Linked DNA regions of Zea mays: regions 2 and 3 are each linked to region 1. Evidence: chromatin contacts called from public Hi-C data. All regions are on one chromosome and are shown on one strand. Each heading gives the region's core, a stretch centred on a gene start, on an enhancer-like site or on the middle of the called end of the contact. The rest is flanking DNA. Distances are from core to core; before and after follow the strand shown. Region 1 holds the start of LOC100277194 (DUF4050 family protein). Region 2 holds the start of LOC100383080. Region 3 holds the start of LOC100276294 (Zinc finger CCCH domain-containing protein 1).

What was found. Hi-C and Micro-C count contacts between places; a contact is called where the count stands out from the background.
Region 2: a Hi-C map of leaf mesophyll shows a contact between it and region 1, with 4 times the contacts expected there. The contact joins the promoter of LOC100383080 here to the promoter of LOC100277194 in region 1. A contact is called at or near these places in 2 of 25 Hi-C or Micro-C datasets (leaf and leaf mesophyll).
Region 3: a Hi-C map of leaf shows a contact between it and region 1, with 4 times the contacts expected there. The contact joins the promoter of LOC100276294 here to the promoter of LOC100277194 in region 1. A contact is called at or near these places in 3 of 25 Hi-C or Micro-C datasets (bundle sheath and leaf).

Annotation. Positions count from the first base shown.
Region 1 is chr8:17,929,332-17,932,036 of Zm-B73-REFERENCE-NAM-5.0, reverse strand. LOC100277194 (DUF4050 family protein) reads left to right here and starts at 1,370. Exons shown (of 5, transcript NR_176298.1): 1 at 1,370-1,648; 2 at 2,257-2,479.
Region 2 is chr8:17,456,744-17,459,448 of Zm-B73-REFERENCE-NAM-5.0, reverse strand. LOC100383080 reads right to left here and starts at 1,367. Exons shown (of 2, transcript NM_001358030.1): 1 at 1,113-1,367; 2 at 271-968. The coding sequence starts at 1,256. The coding sequence ends at 477.
Region 3 is chr8:18,252,217-18,254,921 of Zm-B73-REFERENCE-NAM-5.0, reverse strand. It overlaps LOC100276294 (Zinc finger CCCH domain-containing protein 1), which reads left to right and starts at 1,329. Exons shown (of 2, transcript NM_001150118.2): 1 at 1,329-2,005; 2 at 2,096-2,615. The coding sequence starts at 1,504. The coding sequence ends at 2,367.

The DNA of each region.
Region 1 (2,705 bases), core at 121-2,620:
CTTTCTTATTTTATGTACACCATACGTTGTACTTATTTAAAATTCTTGTATCCAAAACTAAAACATTTTAGAACTAAGGGTGTAGCCAAGTATGAACTTTCCCTATGTTTTTCCTAGGGACCTTTTTCTACAAACCAAACGACGTTACTATATTTTTTCTCTGTTCACCTTCGCTCCAAGGATTGGTTTGGAAACTTAAATCCCTCTAGGATTCTCGTGGATTGAGAGAAATATAAACTAATTTTCCATTCAATCCTAAGAATATCGGAGGAAATTTAAATTGTCAAACTAGCCACAAAAGGGTGAGTCTCCTATGTTTTTCCTATAGAGCTTTCTTACAAACCAAAGGGGTTCTTCCCTTTCCACCAGTCACTCGGAAATCATCTCTCATTTACTTATGATGCCGACAAGCCACGAAAGGAGGAACTTCACGATTGAACTGGGCTCGCCTCCACTTCTGGGCTTCAACCAGCTACTCAGCAAGAATTAGCACAACAGCTAGCACACTTTCGAGTTGCACTTACCGTCTCTCATATCCGTGAGGAAGGAACATGTGCCACTAGAGGCTAGAAATACTTCTCTTGTCAATTCAAGGAATGAGTCAAGGCAATACCATCTCGGAAGGCGACTCATATACAGAGAAGTCTGCTCACTCAGGTCTAATCTCATCTAGATGATCGGTTATTGGAAGCCGTTCTACAAATCCATGTCCTTGGATCTGACCTTCTCTTTAGCTTTTGGATTCCAGATCCAAGTGGTAGTATCGGGGCCCTTAGCTATTGTTCTTGAGAAATGTCCGGGTCTGGCCTATTCCTCAAAAGATGTTTTTATAGGATCCCTATCCACAGCAATTTTAACTTCTGGTTCCGACGAACGAATAATCATTAAGTCCTCCTCTTTCCTATATTTTTTCTTTTGTTTCACCTTTACCTAAAGATTAGTTTGGAAACTTAAATCATCTTCGAGGTTCTTGGATATTGAGTAGAAAATTAGCTTATTTTCGCACTCATCAATCAATGGAAATATTAGAGCGGATTTATGTTTTCAAATTAGCTTTAAGAACTTTTTATTTGATTATAAAGGGGTAGGAGGGGATTAAGATGAAACTAGAGGTAACTAACGCGCACACAACTAACAAGAATAGAGACAGCCTGAGCCCACCACATGAAGCGTCCGCGAGAGACCGTGGTGGACGTCCAAGAGCCAGGCCACGTCACGACGCGCTGTGAGAAGATGACCGCAGATTTTCCGATTCTCTCCGCTCCTCTCCTTTACTCTACCTTATCCCCCCAGGCCCCCACTGCAGGCCCACCAAAAGAAAAGATCACGACGCGACCCGCTCGCTCTCGCTCTCGGGCCCCAGTCCGATCGGGTCGGTGCCTACCCACCCCCGCTGGCCGCCGCACCCAGGCGAGGCGAGGCAAGGCGCGTCCCGAACAACGGAACCAACTGCACCGACCGAGTCAATCAATCCGGCGAGTGACCGAGTGGGGTAGGTTGTGTGCGGCATGACGACCACGCGCGACCGTGGCGCCGGCGGCGGATCGGCGTCGAGGGTCGGTGACGGGGACGTCGACCTGGGCGAGGGCTGGGACTGGGGCGCCATCCCGCGGCTCCTCTCCTCCGCCTGCCTCTTCCTCTGCTCCGGGTGGGTCCGCTTCGCTCATGTTCCTCTCCCCTCTTCCTCCCTCGCTAGCTTCCCACATCTGGTCAATCGAGTGCGACCTGCGCCGCCTGTGACAGAACCAACCGTAGGAGGGGTTGAACTGCCGCGACCGCGGGTGAAGCCAGCTGCTTATGCCGGGTGCGCGGTTGTGGATTCTGGGAGATTGACATATACGCTGTAGAGTAGAGTGCGACATAGATGGAAATATGGAATCGCGCCGTTGCGAGCGGCAGGGCGTTCCGGGCATCTGTATACGAGTTCGACTTATTAGATGCTGGAACTCAATTCACATCGTTTTTCAAGACGAAGCGCGCGCAAGGTAGTGGCGTTACCAGATTTAGCGACTACTGATCAGATGTCTGCAGTTTTGCAGCCTTCAGCCTAGGTGTGCCTACTTTATGTGGGAATAGATGTTAGGATGTCGCCGTGCTCTGGGTGTTTCACCCACTGCCGAAAGTCGGAGGTGACCTTGTCTGCCTCTAGATTGTGGCATGTCTGCCATCTGTTTCAGTTTCATATTCGGGTACCTTTACTTGTTTTTTTTATCTACTTATGCTAATTGTCTACATGATCAAACTCCTTCCGAACAGAGCAGAGGCTGTTTTGGTTGCTGCGATAAGACTGTAAAGCAACTGGGTGAACTGTCCAGAAACTTGATCACCCAGGACCAAATTACCATTGGAGAGCCATTTTGGAGCACAACCACCATCGAGGTTGAACCAGCAGATCTCAGTGGTGTTACTTCAGTCAATACATCTAACTTGGCCTCTGGAACTGGTAGCAGTCATAACCTTCCTGGACTTGGTAATAATGGTAGGTCACTCTGAATCGTTTTTTAAGGTCTGCTAAACTAGGGTGTTTTCACTGGATCGACATATTGTCTCATTTACTACAACCTTAACCTTGATTTTGTCCTAGCTTCTCTGAGCTGAGGAAAAGAATGTCAGTCTTAGTTTTTCCGTGGTTGTAATGAGAAGTTTATCTCCACTTGATATGTTGATCTTAAAAGTATTATTGCTTGGCATAAATCTCAATATTT
Region 2 (2,705 bases), core at 118-2,617, 470 kb after region 1:
ATTTATCCCTCCTGGTCTCCAGGGAAATCATATCATCACTTGAATATTTTGTGGTCGACGCGTTACTAATTGTATGTTTCTACAGAATTGTATTACCATTTGAACGCTCTATTGATAGGGAAGGCATTTAGCTAGGTGGAGGAAAAAAAACTCTATGAAGGCTAGTTTGAGAACTCTAATTTCCTAAGTGATTTCTATTTTTCTAAGAGAAAATGAACTAATTTTTCTTGGGAAAATGGAAATCCTTTGAAAAAATGAGGTTAACAAACTAGCTCTGAATGATGCATCCAATAAGGTAAAAAAAAGTTGAACAGGTTACATCCCAATCCATCCATGTGCAAAGCAGAGGAATTACATTTATACACGGCGCTGATCACCGCTGGAGTGAAATGAAACAAGGACCACACCACCTACATACCATGCAGCTAGAGAGGAGGATCGGCCGGAGCTATATATATACGCATCTTTGATGATTTCTACTTGAAGAAGTAGGGGAGGTCGAGCACGTAGAGGAGAAAGTAGGCCCAGAGCACGCCGGAGATGCCGCCGAAGAAGAACCCCCCGGTGAACTTGGCCCAGCCGTCGGCGGTCTGCAGCTTGTCGGCCTCCTTCTTCCTGCCGGTGAGCGTGAGCGTGGGCGCCGTGGACGGGTCCCCCTCGTTGAAGGAGGCGACGCCGTACATGGTGAGGCAGACGCTGAGGATGGCGACGAGGCCGGCGGCGCCGAGCGCGCCGGCCTGGCCGTGCACGGGCGTGCTGCGGAGCGGGCCCGTGAGCGCGAAGGGCCCCACGAGGAGGTAGCCGTGCGCGAGGCCGACCTCGACGCCCCGCAGCAGCGGGCTCACGGCGGTGCGGTAGGCCGGGAGGTTGGAGAGGTACCACGCCACGAGCGGGCTGGAGGTGACCGGCGTCTCCAGGCTGCCGATGAACGGGTCGCCGTTGATGGGCTGCACCACCTGGTACGTTGCCTGCATGCGTGTACGGAACAATCGAGTAGAGCAGTAAGCTAGCTAGCTAGCTAGAGCTAGAGACGAGCTCTGGATCGGAATGGATAGCACTAGCAGCATGCACAAATTCTCGCGCGCTCTTCTTTTGTTTTCTTGTCTACTGACCTTCTCGGGCTGGATGGCCTTGACGGTGAACCGGCCGGGCCGCCTCGTGAGCGCAGCAGCGCCTGACAGGCCCCTCGGCCTCGAGTGCACGACGAGGCTGCTCTTCATCACCTGGCTCGCCATGGGAGCGTAAGCTGTGGCCATCTCCACCGACACACACACAGCAGCACGCGCACGGATCGGATCCGCCGGCTAACTCAGATCTGCCTGCAGACGCGACGACTACTGGCCGGTAGGTACTAGCTGAGGAGGGTCTCCTGCTTGTGACGGCCTAAGTAAAGTCTGCGATCGATCTTTAGGAGGAAATCCTGTGCACGCATGGATGCATGGGGCCTGCAGGCGTGATATGGCTCAGGCATGTGTGGCGCTCCTTGGGTTTCAGGAGTGATGAGCTGCTAACCCTATCCCTTATCCGACCACTGGCGTCCCGCCACGTGGAAACTGAATCTGTAGTGGCAGCCGGCAGCCCGGCAGGGGTGGTGAGCTAACCCTATCCCTTGTTCGACCTCGCTCGTTCCCCTGCGTACTGAAGAAGGGAAGGGAGAATGACAGCTTTCTTGATTAGCGACCTAGCTTGTTCATGGTGCGACAATGAGCTAGCTGCACGGCCTCAGAATCAAAGCTTGAAATGGCTTTGATGAATGGATCTTCTATTTGCCAATCGAACTCAAGACTAAATACTACTGCTAGCGTGTAGAGTTGAAGACCTTTCATCCCGCAGACACTTTTCATGGCGCATCGATCAATCTATTTGTGGATGTCAAATCGGATGTAGGTTACCCATGCATGAGGCACAGTGGCGTAGGGTACGCCAACTAAAATTTACAACTTACATATACATCTGATCAAACTATTTCCATTAAACCATTTAATAATTCAGTAATAGTTTTAAAATTTCAACATACACTAAATTACACACAATAAGTCTTATATTCAAAGTTTAAGTTAAAAATAACAATAAGTCTTAAATTTAAAAACTAAGATAAAAATGTTCACAAACTATAATATAAAATAGATGGAAAGTTATACTGATAGTTTATAAAATGTAGTGTAGGTTATGAAAAGGAGACTTGTCTAATTTTTTAGCCGAGAGATCTTCAAAGATACATAATCCATGTCTTGACTTAAGTCTACACACACTCGCGACTCACGAGTCGCATCCGTTAAAAAATCTAAGTAACCGAATGTTGGACTGTCAATTTTATGATTTTGTATGTTAGCAGGTCATCCAAAGAATTCGTTAGATAGGTCCTGTGGCCATAGACCTAAACTCAAAAAAATCACAAGCTACAAGATAATTAGTGTAATAGTTTTCTATGTTGAACAATTTTAGATATTTTTTCATTTACTCTCTATATATATACATGCTGGATACATGTGTATGGCATAACATACCTGGCATATCCCATATCCCTTAGCTACGCCACTGCCATGGGGCAGGGTCGGCCCTAGGCCCATGCCTCAGAGGTGACCGATGGGGGTCAAAAAGGAGAAGGGACCAACATCTAATATAATAGTAGGTTGTCATCTTACTGAATTCCACAGAAATGGAAGAGACACCGCATGCCACTAGGGCGCTATTTGAAGGTGCAC
Region 3 (2,705 bases), core at 80-2,579, 320 kb before region 1:
TCGTTTTACCCAATTTGGCATGTTTGAGGTCGATGTTGGACTCTAAACCATCAAATCAACTTGACTTGATCTAGATTGACATATCTGAGCTCCAACCCCCTTGTTCACTTCTCGAGCTTAATCTTGAGCCTTATGACTTACACCACATAACTGTAGATGTTACCTCAAAGGTTGTAAGTCATGTCCTTATGTAGTGATCCTTGATGCACCATAACTCTTTTTAACTCGATCAACCTTGACTTTGCAAGTCTTCTTCTTCACCCCTGGCTTTGGGTTCCTGGTCTCCTTGACCTTCTTCCGTGCACTCGGTACCTTGAAGCTCTTCTTGCCTCCATCCTTGGCTTGATCGGTTGTCTCTGAGTTACGCACACCGAGTCTCGCTTAAGCAATGTCCATCTTACTTGGTATGTTCATTATCTATAGATAATCCAGTCTTTGGACCATCACACTTGTTCACTTGTGTTGAACCCTATTATTTGCATTAAGCACCTGTTCAATACTTAGCACACTTGTTAGTCCTTTAATTGGGTTGTCATCCAAACACCAAAACCCACAAGAGAGCTTTCACATTGCAACCAAATGCACCCTAAATGGACCTAAATGGGCACCTGACTCATAAGCTAGAATCGGGCTGAGTTCATATCCACTGTTGCTCCCATAGTGTGCAGCGGGTATAGCCAGGTAGACCTGATCATGGATCACTCGATCCGACCAAACCAGACCCGGCCCGACACACCCAACCAATACAACGAGCGTATATGTGCCATAATTTTTGATCCGCAATAATTCACGGCCCGGATACTGGCCATGTTTTTTGACCCCAAAATCCGGCCCAAAGCTAAAAAAACTCCGACCTAGTCCAAAAAAATCTCACCCAACACATCAAATAGATAGACGCGGATCAATTCGACCCGACCTTATACTAGACACGGATCTGAGTATGAGCCATCCGAACCTACCCAAGTCTACAGCCAGGTAGGGCAAGCAGACCAAGTTACTGTACCCAAGTGCCCAACGACCACGCAGGGCCCATCTACCGCTTGGTTAAGCTCTGGGCCGGCAGAAGCCCAGGGCCAGCGGCTCGCCGTCGCCGACGTCCCAACGCAAAAACCGGCAGCACACCCCACCTTCCCCACTCCTCCCACACGTCGAGCACGAAAGCACGGAAACTGACGAGGCGTTTCCGTTTCCGGCATTCCTCGCACCACGTGCAATCGAGCCGGAACGAACCCCAAACAGTCCCAAATGCTCGATCCGGCGGATCGATCGCGTCCAATCTGGAGCCCGCCAGCGGATAATCCGGGCCTTGTGACCCGATCCCGACTGGCACGGGAAGCGTCGGCCCCCAAATCATCACTGCCTGCATCGTCTCGGCACGGCATCCCGGGCCGCCGCCTCCTCGTGTCTCGGCATAAATCTGCGGCCTCCATCCGTCCGGCGGCTGCTCCGATCACAGTACCAGCGCTAGGCCTAGGGTTTGGTGGTCTCAAGCGGACCGAGAACATGGAAAGGGAGCGCAACGCCGCCACCGCTGGTGCTGGCCGCTGGGAGGCGCCGGACGGGGTGATCGTGCTGCCCGTGGGGTCGGCGGCGCCGCAGCAGGGCCGCCAAAAGGAGCACCAGTACCAGCAGAGAAAGCGTGAGATGGAGCGGGAGCGGGAGCAGCAGGACCCGGGGGCGAGGGAGGGGGTTTTGGGGCTGGACCCGCAGCCGCCAGAGAAGGTGTACTACAAGACGAGGCTGTGCGAGAAGTTCGAGGCGGGCAAGTGCGCGTACGAGGGTGGGTGCACCTTCGCGCACGGCTCCGAGGAGTTGCGGCCGCCGCTGCCGCTGCCCCTGCTGACCTCGCTCGTCCGACGGAAGTCGCCGCTGCCGTCGTCGTCGCCAGGTGCCGCTGCCAGCAGCCCCCACGGTGGGTACTGCGTTAGGGTGTGCTTCGAGTTCAGGGACACGGGGGCCTGCCACCGTGGGGATAGGTGCGCCTTCGTCCACGCTTCCACGACAGGTACGAGCTTGTGCGCTCCACCTCCCTATACGTGTGCATGGCGGCCGGATGTTAATCTACCTCGTTCGTCGTCCCTGTGTTCTAGCGCAGAGATGCCCTTTCCTGGGGGGCCAAGGTCTATGGAGTATGCTCTGAGGAATTCGTCGTCGTATGCAAAGGCGTACTCGCCGGGGTCCACGGCCGCCGCGTACCGTAACAGCAGCAGCACCAGCACCAGCAACTATGCACCGGCTACCACAAGGGCGTTCCAATCCGTTTCTGCCGACGCGGCCGGAGAGGGCGGTTGCAAGGCCACCCGTCTGGAGCTCCTTGGTCGCAAGAAGATGAACGACATCTACGGCGACTGGCCGGAACAGGACTGAGAGCGCGTACCATGCATCACCTGCTCGATCGAAGCTACCATGTCTACCTTCCTGCCTTTGATCACCGTGATCGACAACATCCAGAATAATGAACTGAACAATCTGATGTTTCGATTTGAACTTATTTGAACATATTGTGCTTGTTCTTTGTTTCCTGCTGAATCCCTGCCTGTAATCCGTCTGATCAGACCTCTGCATTCCTGCCACCATTTCTACTTTCAATAATTTGAAGTGCTGTGCTGTTGCTTTCACTCCGAGCTATCTGTCGTCCTCTGTTGCCTTTGGGCCAAATGGTTCCATGGTTTCGACACGACCCATTGGGCTCCCACATCATTTCT